Linked DNA regions of Mus musculus: region 1 is linked to region 2. The links are chromatin contacts, called in public Hi-C maps. All regions are on one chromosome and are shown on one strand. Each heading gives the region's core, a stretch centred on a gene start, on an enhancer-like site or on the middle of the called end of the contact. The rest is flanking DNA. Distances are from core to core; before and after follow the strand shown.

What was found. A called contact is a pair of places that touch in the nucleus more often than the background predicts.
Region 1: a Hi-C map of pro-B cells shows a contact between it and region 2, with 5 times the contacts expected there. The contact joins two enhancer-like sites. A contact is called at or near these places in 7 of 39 promoter capture datasets (the C10 cell line, the HPC-7 cell line, cranial neural crest and 4 more), 1 of 15 datasets of contacts at CTCF or cohesin (large pre-B cells), 2 of 484 Hi-C or Micro-C datasets (muscle stem cells and pro-B cells), 2 of 115 datasets of contacts at active chromatin or transcription factors (effector CD8 T cells and neural tube) and 2 of 9 other capture datasets (adipose tissue and liver).

The regions. Positions count from the first base shown.
Region 1 is chr1:193,381,520-193,387,214 of GRCm38.p6, forward strand. No RefSeq gene overlaps it. Among named protein-coding and RNA genes, the nearest start is that of Camk1g, 14 kb to the left of the region's middle. Within about 2 kb of position 1,467, at least 107 of the 459 cell types and tissues checked have an H3K27ac peak or open chromatin away from gene starts, as enhancers often do. A contact at or near this core is called in muscle stem cells and pro-B cells, where this site is marked.
Region 2 is chr1:193,187,837-193,193,278 of GRCm38.p6, forward strand. All of the region lies in intron 8 of Traf3ip3 (TRAF3 interacting protein 3), which reads right to left. Among named protein-coding and RNA genes, the nearest start is that of Traf3ip3, 11 kb to the right of the region's middle. Within about 2 kb of position 1,410, at least 190 of the 459 cell types and tissues checked have an H3K27ac peak or open chromatin away from gene starts, as enhancers often do. A contact at or near this core is called in muscle stem cells and pro-B cells, where this site is marked.

The DNA.
Region 1 (5,695 bases), core at 217-2,716, 190 kb after region 2:
TGTGTAGAAGCAGGGCCATGGGACAAGCAATGAGTTGAATTCAGATGACATCATACTGCAGAAAGGTTGATGTTTGGACACAGACATACACACAGGAGGGGGTTCCATATGCAGATGACAGAGACACTGGTGTTTCTTCTGGAAGCCAAAGACACCTAAGACTGCAAGCAAACCCATCCAAAACTAGGAGAGAAAACAGAGAACACGCTCTCTCTAGATTTCCTGAAGGCTGCAGCTCTGTGAGCTCCTAGATCCCACGGCAGCTCTAACTTCCCTCCACCCTGTAGGGTGTGAAAACTCAACTTGGGTGGGTGTAGCAAGGAAACAGAGTCAGCTGGCAGGTCTGTTACACCCTGGAAGGAAAGCATGGAGACTCGCTCCTGCCCTCTCCAGCCAGGGCTATTGCTGGTGGTGTGGAATCGTCTTCACTCCTCCTGTTTTTTTGTTCTCCATCTGGAAACCCCCTCCCCCATGAGCTGTGTGCAGAATGCAGTGTGTCAGAATTCATCACGGGGCCAGCTGTTGCTGTATGTTTTGCGAAGCACAATTCCCACTTTGGGTCTGCCTGACAGCACACTTGTAAGAAAGCAAAGCTCCGTTTTGTGGTTTTGTGCTTTTAACTACCTAGAGACATGTTCATAAGAGCTGATTTGGCCACAGTTCCGTGGGACTATGCCTTTAGGAATGCCAAGCCCACTCCTAAGCTGGCTGGAGACCCTTCACAGTCTAGAGTGACTGCCTGGAGCCGGCAATAATTCCCAGACATTTCTCTCAGCAGAATCCCAGTGGTAGAGGTGCCTTTGAGATAGCAACAGAAGAGCTGAGTGGAATGTGGGGATGGGGTGGAGTACGGGCTGACTGTGTATCTTTGATAGCGTTTTTAAACACAATAGCCAGCACTAAGCTCCACCTGCTTTAGGGTTTCTATTACTTGGGAGGAAAGTGTTTATGTCAGCTTATTGTTTCACATCACAGTTCATCCCTGAGGAAGCCAGGGCAGGAATACCGGAGGCAGGATCTCAGACGGAGGCTGTCTGCTTTCTTTCAGCCAGGACCACCAGCCCAGGGGTGGCCCCACCCACAATGGGCTGGACTTTCCCACGTCAATCATTAGCTAAGACAGCGCGTCACAAGCTTGCCCACAGGCCGCTTTTATGGAGGCATTTTCTCAACTGAGGTTCCCTCTGTTTAGGTGGTCCTAGCTTGTGTCCGGTTGACAAAAACACAAACAAACAAACAGCTGGCACAAATGAAAACTAGATTTCGAGGAGATTGGACTTTCACAAGAAAACCTGGAAATGGGGAGGCTGAGTACCAAGGAAAAAGCGACACCGGAAGCCAATGGTTGACTCCCTGAGGTGCGCTAACAAGGACCATGAGTTATTCTGTGTTTGGATTAGCAGACCCCTCCTGATGAGATGAGAAGCTCTCAGAGGTCTCAAGGAAGGGATGGCTAGCCTGGATGGCAGTTCAGGTTCCGAGTGCAGGACCAGAGCCCTCTGCTGGCCATCTAGAGCTCAGCCAGTGACCTGTTTTTGGACTTCCACTCATTCCAGCAACAAGGGCAAAATACAAGCCCAAGGCCCAGGAACAGGTCCTCTCCCCACATTTATGTTTCCCAATTCCACTTTTCAGTTTAAAAAAATATATTATTGTTGGGTGGGCTTGAGCCACTGATGAGATAGTTTTTACTTGCATTTTCTTTGCAGTTACAGAAGGCTGCCACTGTGGGGCAGGGTACTCCCCGCTTGTGTCTTTGTCTTTCTCTGTGTCTGTATATTCTTTCTCTCCCCCCACCCGTCTGTGAGTGTGAACATGAGAAAGTGTGTGTGCACGTGTGTGAGAGAGTGTATGGGAACATGTGAGAGAGACGGGGTGGGAGACAGAGACAGAGAGAGAGAGAGAGAGAGAGAGAGAGAGAGAGAAAGAGAGGAGGGGTTCACCCTTATGTCTCCTCTCCAGGCAGAGTGAAAGAGAGGTTAGATTTGGGGGAGGATGCCCAGTTTGCAGCGTATCCCCAGGTAGAATCCCCAGGGAAGGGAAAGAGAAAAGGGGGGAGGAAAGGGAGAATGAGAAGGCTCCAGGGCCATCATTTACAGGTGACCTGTGTGACCAGGGAGGCAACTCCTTGGGAAAATTCAAGAAATGTTTTGTGCTCTCTACTTATTGTCTGGTAAATTGCTAGGAATATTATACTTTTGTGGAGAAGGTGACCAGACAATACCTGGAGGGGTCTTCAGCCATTGTTAGGGCGTCAGCAAGACTGTCTCATATGAACTGGATCTCCCTTTAAACAATGACCTGAGTGCAGACACCTTCTCTGTGGAACTGTTCATAATTGCAATATTTGGGTTTATCTAGAAGGTAGACCTGCCTCCTTTGAAAAATTAGAAGTAATTTCACAGGAATGGAACTGGGCAGTGGCCAAAATCATGGTGCTCTCTAGTGCCAGAGGCTGGGTTACAACCCTGTCTCTCTCACTCACTGACTCTGTGATCCAAGCAAGCGACATCTGTGCTGTGCCTTGGTTTCCTCACTTATAAAAGGGTCACCAAGACGGCTCAGCAGAGAAAGGTGCTTGCAGTGCAAACTTGGCAATCCCTGAGACCCGTGTAGAGGTAGAAGGAGAGGACTGATCCCCTAAAGTCCTCTGACTGCCACACGTGACCTTTCCTACCATATACTCAATAGCGATCATGAAATTAAAATGGAGCTGTAAATGGCACTTACCATACAAGGTTGTTTTGAAAGTTAAAACAATACTGAGCACTATTATTAGAAAAGAATAAGCAATAGCTGTCACCTGTAAACATCACCATCATCATCATCACCACCACCACCATCATCACCATCAGAAAATCATCATCATCACCTTAATCATCGCCCTCATCATCTTAACCATCATCATCACTACCATGACTCTCACCATGATCACCATCACGACCACCATCACTACCATTATCATCGACATGAGGCTATGAATCTTTGTGAGAAAACAGATATGAAGAAGTGTGGTGAACAGCCTGTGTCCACCACTGTCCACTTCATCCCTCCCATCAGCACTGAGGGCTCCCACCTGGAGGGTGGACAGTATTGTGCTCATCACTGTGGGCAGGGGATTGCGGTTTGGTGTGACTTCTGCTGGAGACATTAAATATCCCCATAGGATTGGTCACAGGATAGCTAGAAGCCGCCACTGTGAGGAGCCCGACATCTGTTGGCTCGGATTCTCTGGTGTCTGTGTGGAGCAGAGTTACACTGCTGAGGTCGAGTCAGAAGTCAAATTTTCTACAAATACCTCACAAGTTTTTGATCCATCTCAAGTTTGAGAGTGAAAGAGACAGACAGATTGGCAGGGAGTCCTCTTGTCTCAGGTGCCCTATTAAGAGACCTGCATGCACGCAGGCCGGTACTGTTTAAAGCCCGGTGTTCTTCTATACTTCTTCCCATTGGTAAAGAGATTCAGTATCAGTTTACTTGGAATATTTGGCAACCATTTCCTGAAATTGAACATACCACCTGGACATCTGATCAGTAACCGTTAAAGGATGAATCATGTAGCCGGGAAAGACAGTTCAGTGAGTAAGAGTGCTCGACGTGCAAATGTGAGTTCCTGATTTCAGATCCCAGCACCAAGGGGAAGAGCTGAACAAGGCCACCTGTGTGCCTCTAACCCTATGCTGGGGGATGGGGTGGCAGAGACAGGAGGATTACAGGGGTTCACTGGCCACTGGCCTAGTTAACAAACAAAAGCTACAAAACCCATACCCAATACCACATCTTCCTCTGGCCTTAGTGTGAGTATGGGTAGGTACACTCATCCTTGCAACACACACACAGATGCACAGGCTCACATACGCATGCACACACACACACACATGCAGATGTGCATGCTCACATGCACACACACATGCATACACACATGCAGATGCGCATGCTCACATACACACAATGCAGATGCGCATGCTCACATACACATGCATACACACACAGAGATGCACATTCTCACATACACATGCATACACACACATGCAGATGTGCATGCTCACACACACATGCACACACACAGAGATGCACATTCTCATATACACACGCATACACACACATGCAGATGCACATGCTCATATACATACATACACACACGCAGATGCACACGCTCACACACATGCATACACACAGAGATGCACATTTTCACATGCACATGCATACACACACGCAGATGCACACGCTCACATATGCATGCATACACACATGCATACATACACACATGCTGATGCACATGTTCACATACACGTGCATACACACACAGATGCGCATGCCCACATTCACACACATGCAGATGCACATGCCCACATGCACATGCATACACACACACAGAGGGAGAAATGTTTCTAGTTGCTGATGTGTCTGAGTCATTGGCTCATTGCATACTAGTTCACTCCTTGCTTTATCATTGGTCTTAACCCCAAGTCTTAACCCCTGTTTCACCAAGGCAGCTTGGAGCTTTGCTCCACACATATCCCTAGGTCTGTGTTTCCCCAGCAGAGACTCAGCAAACAGCTATTAGAAGACAATGAAGCAGCAAAGACACTGGCTGGCCTGGCACGTTGTCTGGGCTCTGCTGGTCCCAGATGGCGCTCTTTACAGTGTCTGTAAAGTCCTAGGAAATCTGAACAGATTGCTACAACAAAGTGGGGCAAAGGGGAGACAAAGGACAAGGCTGAGAGGAAACAAGTTAACTCAAGCCCTTTGCTGGGCAGAGCGGCTTCAGAGACATGACAACCTGTGGTCAGTAGAGGGCAGTGTTGCCTCAGCGACTATTTTAATAACCACTTGGCCAGGCTCCAGCTGGCTCTCCAGAGCTTTGGCAGGATTGCTGGAATGGACAGAGGCCAGCCGGTCTGTCCATTTGAACAAAAGCAATAAAGAAGATAGACACCTGTGTACTTACCGTCTACATCCCATATTTCCTGTATAAAGCTTTGGCTTTTCTGTCTATCCTTCCTGCTGCTGGGGAGCCCACCCACCTTGGTGGCCACAGCAAGCGATGGGATCTTTGTTTAGTAAAGTATCTCTTTCTTTCTGCACTGTTTTGATTTTAGCTTCTGAGAAAGGGTTTAACTAGATAGCCAAGGCTGTCCTGGAACTTGTGACCCTTCAGGGTCTCCCTGGAGTGCTGGGATTGATTGCAGGGTGCCTCACTGTACCTGGCAGCATCTTTCTGGATGCCCATTATATTCTTGCTGTGAAGATGTGTCCTCCAAGCTTCTGCCTCACTGGCCCTTTCCTTCCTGGCCTCTCCATCTCCCATGTACCTCCCTCTCTGCTCTGCCTCCATATCTGCATGAGAGTGGGTGGTCTGGCTTGTGGGACCAGGTACAAAGCAATAAGGAGAGAGAAGATATGTCCTGTAGGAGCTTCCCATCTCAGGGGGACAAACTCACAGTAGCAGCACCCAGAGGAGCAGAATGGAAGAGTCTCTGCCACACTATGACCAGAGGATGAAGGCAGCTTGGCACAAGGCTCTGCTATTCTCCAGGATTTCCTTAGAGCTTTCTAGAAAACATCTCCTGCACATATCCAAACATCCTGCAAGTATTTCCAAGAGCCATTTCTTTGGTTGTCCTATTTGAGGTTCCTCAGCCCCTCCAAGATGTCTCAGTGATGCCAGACATGGTCCTCCACTTGGGAGGCA
Region 2 (5,442 bases), core at 160-2,659:
AGCCTCCTGCACCATGTCTGCCTGCATGCTGCTATGTTCCCACCTTGATGATAATGGACTGAACCTCTGAACCTGTAAGCCAGCTCCAATTAAATATTGTCCTTATAAGAGTTTCCTTGGTCATGGTGACTGTTCACAGCAGTAAAACCCTAAGACAGAGGCTGTACCTTCAATGAAGTTAAATGCAGTCAAATGAATTTAGTCTAGTCTGGTAGTGTTTTTCTAAAACAAGACCAGAACACAAGGTTAAACTGAGGGAAGACCACAGAAGACAAGATGGGTGTTGGCAGCCCATTCAGCAGGAGGGGAGACTGGTACTGGTGATACCTTGATTTCAGGGCCCAGGACAGTGGGGCAAAGGTTTCTGTCATGGCAGTCCTTGCATTTCACACCCTTCATATCCACTGAGAGTTCCTAGAGCCCCTCAGAATGTTCAACTCTCTTGTATGTAAATGTGTACTTTTATCTAAGGCGTATGTATATCTTCCTGTATGCTTAAAGTCGTCCCTGACTCTCACACACAGTACACTGGAAATACCATGGAAATGTCAGCTATAACGTATGGACTTGGCACTAATTACAAGAAAGACAAGAAAAACAGGATTTCCCCCCCCACCCCCTTTCAGTTATACTCGATCCAATGTTGGTTGAATCTGAGGCTTTGGAACCTGTGGCTGTAGAGGAATGACTACTGGTGTGTGTGTTCCTCCCTATCTGGCAGGACTCCTGAGAAATTCCTTGAAAAGTGAGAAATGGACCTACAGATACGAAACAGAGTAGGTGTGGACACGGGGAGGGGTAAGAGGGCCTCTTGGAAAGTCACAGAGCGATTCAGAAGCTGGGTCAACCTAATAGTCTGTCCCTGCCCCGTCCCGTGAGCCCCAGGTCCTGAGGTGCCTCGTGGCACTTTAAGGTAGGTATCCCTTGATCTAGGACCAAGCAGAGAAAGATGAGCAGAGGTGCAGTTCTGGCTTCTAGTCTTGTAGCATTTCAGCTATAAGATCCTTGTACCTGCATACATTGGAGCGTTTCACCTACTTTGCTGATCTTTGTACCTGTGTACACCCCCCTTGCCAGCCTTGAATTTTACCCAGGGGACATCTGTCTGGAGTAGTGGGGGTGTCAGTAATGAGAGTATGTTTTTTAGAGATAGAGCTGTGAGCAGTTAGTCTGTAGTGGTTTTCATATTCCTTCTCTGACTTGTCTACCCAAGTTCTGTGGGACTCTTGGAGTCCTTTCTCCAGGCCTGGATGTTGTGGCTCCTGGTGTCAAACTGACTTCCAGCCCTCATGGCTAAAAAGACTAGGGTGGAAGAGGGTGTCTGGGATGAGGTGGGCCTCCCTTTCTGGGAGTCGGGTGCCTGGGGAAGACAGGGAGTGGCATCGCACAGCTCCCGTTTGATCTTATTTGTTTAATTCTTCTAACTGTAGGGACCAGGGGGAGCCCCCACCCTTTCTGCTTCCTGTGTTATTCAGCTGGGCCTTGCAAAAGCAAAAATCTTTGCCAAAAACAATTTTCTAAAGTGCCTCCTACTATTAATGTTTTTCTCAGCCGCATGTGGGAAAGAGCAGAGAGAAAGGGATTTGGCATTTACAATAACCACAGGGCTTGGGACCAATGAGAGAGAAGGACAAAGGCTTCCACTGTTCGGGCGCAGGGGTAAGAGGTAGAACAGCTGCATTCCCCAGAGGGGCCTGTTCACTGTCAGTCTGGCGGCAACACACTAAGCTGGCCCCACCCCGCCCTGCTCTGCGTTGGTCTTCCCACTAACTGCATGCACTTTTCTTTGCCCAAAATCTACAGTGCAGAAGCCAGCCAAACCCACCAAGTTTAAAGACCAGGATCATCTCCTTATAGCGTGGAAGGGACACAAGCCCCAGACAGAGTCCTTGGAATGTCCTCTGGGCACCTTCCTATTCTGTAGTATCATGCTCAATTCAGTGTTTTCCTCTCCCAAGGGTTTATGTATCTCAGCCAACCCCCAGATTATTTTTCCATTTATGTTGCAATGCAAGACAATTTACAGTATCCCCTTTCAAGTAGGAATAGGGGCTGCCACCCAAGTCTAGGGCATGAACAAAATCTCTTGTACATAGAGCTCTGCTTCCCAGACTCCATAAGGCAAGCAGGAAAGTCCCAGCCATGTTCACGTTGCTGCAAGTGGAGCACAGGATTTCCTGCCCCCGCACCCTGACTCTACCCATGCTGACGACTGTGTTAGAGTATCTGAGAAGCTCTAAGGCTACAGACCTTACCCCAGGAGCCTGGAGCATCTTGGAAAGGAGAGGAAGGCAGTGAGGAGGCCACACACACACACACACACACACACACACACACACAGAGTGTTGATCCAAGGCTTTAGATCCTGCTACTGTTTGATCCTCCTGCCTCAGCTCTGTTTCCAGAAACGCCACACCTTCACCACAGAAGCCCCTTCCCATGGCTGCTCATCTCTCCCCTAACAGCTTGCATACTGGGTGAAGCCTGTTCCCTCTGTGTTGTCATCTCAGGATCTCAGTTATGCTTTGCAGAACTTAAAGCCCCAGTGCTCCACTCCTGCTTCCTCTGCAGGCAGAGCTACTTTTGTTCCAGTGGCCAGACCCCAGCTCTGGGTTCTCAGCAGTTCCTAGGGATGTCTTCAGGGGCACCAACCCTGGGGTTCTCCTGTAGATCTTACCATGAACATCCTTGCATGAGAAGCTGCAGATTCATATGTGGACCCGAATGGAAAGGACAAAGTAGACACTGGGCTTAAGCCTGAGTCCCAGGTCTGACCTCATTCATTCAGCTACTTTCCTAACACCATCAAATGAGGCCACGGTCCAATGGCTTACTGCAGTTGTCTCAGGAGGGGTGGAATTGGAAGTGTTTTGTTTTGGGAGAAGTAAGGGTTCTCAAGTGAACAGTTATGGATGACTTCTTAAATACAGGAAGCTAGAAGCTTGGGGTGGGAGAAACAAGAGAAGTGTGTGTGTGTGTGTGTGTGTGTGATGTGTGAGACCTGGGAAAGGTGGGAAGATGGGAGCGAGGAACCAAGCTGGAGCCTGGGGAAGAGCCTGGGATAAAATAACACCCTCCTCCAACTTTATGATAGAAATAGCTTAAAAAGGAAGGCAGGGGCTTAACATATAGCCCAGGCTGGCCTGGAGTTTGGAATCCTCCAGTCTCAGATTCCTGATATCTACATGAATAGCTCTTACAGTATCTGCCTCATTCCCACTAAGCACAGTTGGCCTGGGCTTTCTAGACTTCTCCAGGGCCCCACCCCTCACTCAGCTGGGCCTTTGATTAGAGAAGCTATGAACACAGATCAGATCATTCCTTTCTGTTCGGTTCTCTAGTGAACAAGCTGCTCCAAACAGGCAGGTTTCTCAACCTGGGTGAGGTATGCAGTTTCATGGTTTGGCCGTTCCAAAACAAAATGTCCGCTGTGACACTCATGCACACACACATACAAATATGTATTTATGCGTGTTTGTGTGTCTTTTCATTAAATCTGAAACAAACCTTAACCGGAAAGGTTCAAGTCTCCTGTTCTGAAACTGTGAGAGAGGTCTTTGTGTGGTGCTGTTCAGACAGGATCCCTTCCTGTCCATGGCTTTGGGCTATACCCAGTGCTCTGCACACCTTGGCCCGGAAACAGTCTAATTCCCTAAGTGCTTTTCTGCTTTTCCTCCGCATCAAGCTGCTTCTGAACTGGTAAGCTCCGGCTCATCCTGTAAGGCCCAGCTGAGAAGGTCTCTGCAAACAGCCTGCCTTATTCTACCTCAGGCAGAGCCACTCTCTTTTTCTGTGTCAGGCTGCACATACGTTTGCAGCCTTGTCTCACTGGCATTATCTGCTGCGACTCTTCCTTGCTGGACTGTGAGTCTTTCAAAGCAAGGGCTCCATTTCGTTTTGTTCCTGAAGTCCTGGCATAGAGTTGAAAGTCACTCAGTATCTGCTGAAGGGGTGCGTGAGATGAGCTCAATTTAGCTCTGTGCCGGAAACCACCTCACATGCCCAGCTGCCCGGCTCAGGCTCCTTCCCTGCTAGTGGAAATGACTTGGCAAGCAGGGGCCTGACCAAAGGGACTCCTGAATCCAGGTCCAGTGACTAGCTTGAAAAGTGGGAGTGGTGGTCTTCTGTGTCACTGCAAACTTCCTGGAGTGTTTCGTAACTTCCTGTTTCACTTCTTTAAGCATAAACCTTCCTACCAATGAGGTGCATTGGGCGCATGGGAGACTGGCATTCTGCCTCAACACTCCTGCTGCCTTAGGCTTTGGTGGCACCAACCTGCTTATCATCTGTTGGACACATGAGCTCCTAGAGACTCTTTCAAGGGATCTGCAAGGCCTCTCCCTTTCCAGCATGTGTCTCCATGACACTGAATTCTTTCAAACACTTTAACTAAAAGAGTGAATCACAAGAGGCTGAATTCAGAAGCAAATAGAGTTTAGCTGTCTATTTTTTCAGCTAGATATTGTAAATGTATATTGTATATGCCGCTTCTCTCTTTTTATCCTTTTGAAAACAAAATTCTTCATTAAAATACATAAATTAACGAATGATGCTTGACTAGTGTCATTTCAAAATTAATGTTTCTAAATTTCTGTTTTAACTTTTAACAAGGTGAGTTCTGATATGGTACACATCCAAAGTTCTTTGGAATTTTTAATTAAACTTAGTATAAAGAACCCTGGACTGGAGAGATGGCTCAGTGGTTAAAAGCACTGACTGCTTTTCCAGAGGTCCCGAGTTCAATTCCCAGCAACCACATGGTGGCCCATAACCATCTATAGTGGGATCCAATGACCTCTCCTGGTGTGTCTGAAGACTGCAACAATGTACTCACATATATAAAATAAATAAATCTAAAAGAAAAAAAAAAGAATCCTGATGTAGGGGCTGGAGAGATGGCTCAGTGGTTAAGAGCACTGACTGCTCTTTCAGAGGTCCAGAGAGAATTTAATTCCCAGCAACCACATGGTGGCTCACAAGCATCTGTAATGGATCTGATGCCCTCTTCTGGTGTGTCTGAAGACAGCTATAGTGCACTCATATAAGTAAAATAAATAAACTTTTTTTTTTTTAAAGCATCCTGATATAAAGAATTAGAGAGCCATTGTTCGAAACCAAGCCATGCTCTGGCTCTTAGGTGTCCTGTTTGTAACCCAATCCTAGTGTCCTCATTTGCTTGGTAAATGCCTGCTGTCTGGGTGCCTCCAGCTTCTTCTCTGGAGTTGTCTGTTCCCTCCTGTAGTCTGCCCTACACTGGAAGCATTTCTTTTCATTGTATTATTTTGGTACGTGTTTTGTTTTCAAAACTATGAACTCTCTAAAAAGCAGGACCCTGAGCCTAGAGTATGGCAGTGCATGACTTTAATCGCAGCACTTGGAGTACAGAAGCAGGTGCATCTCTGTGAGTTCAAGTCCAGCCTGGTCTACAGAGCAAGTTCATGG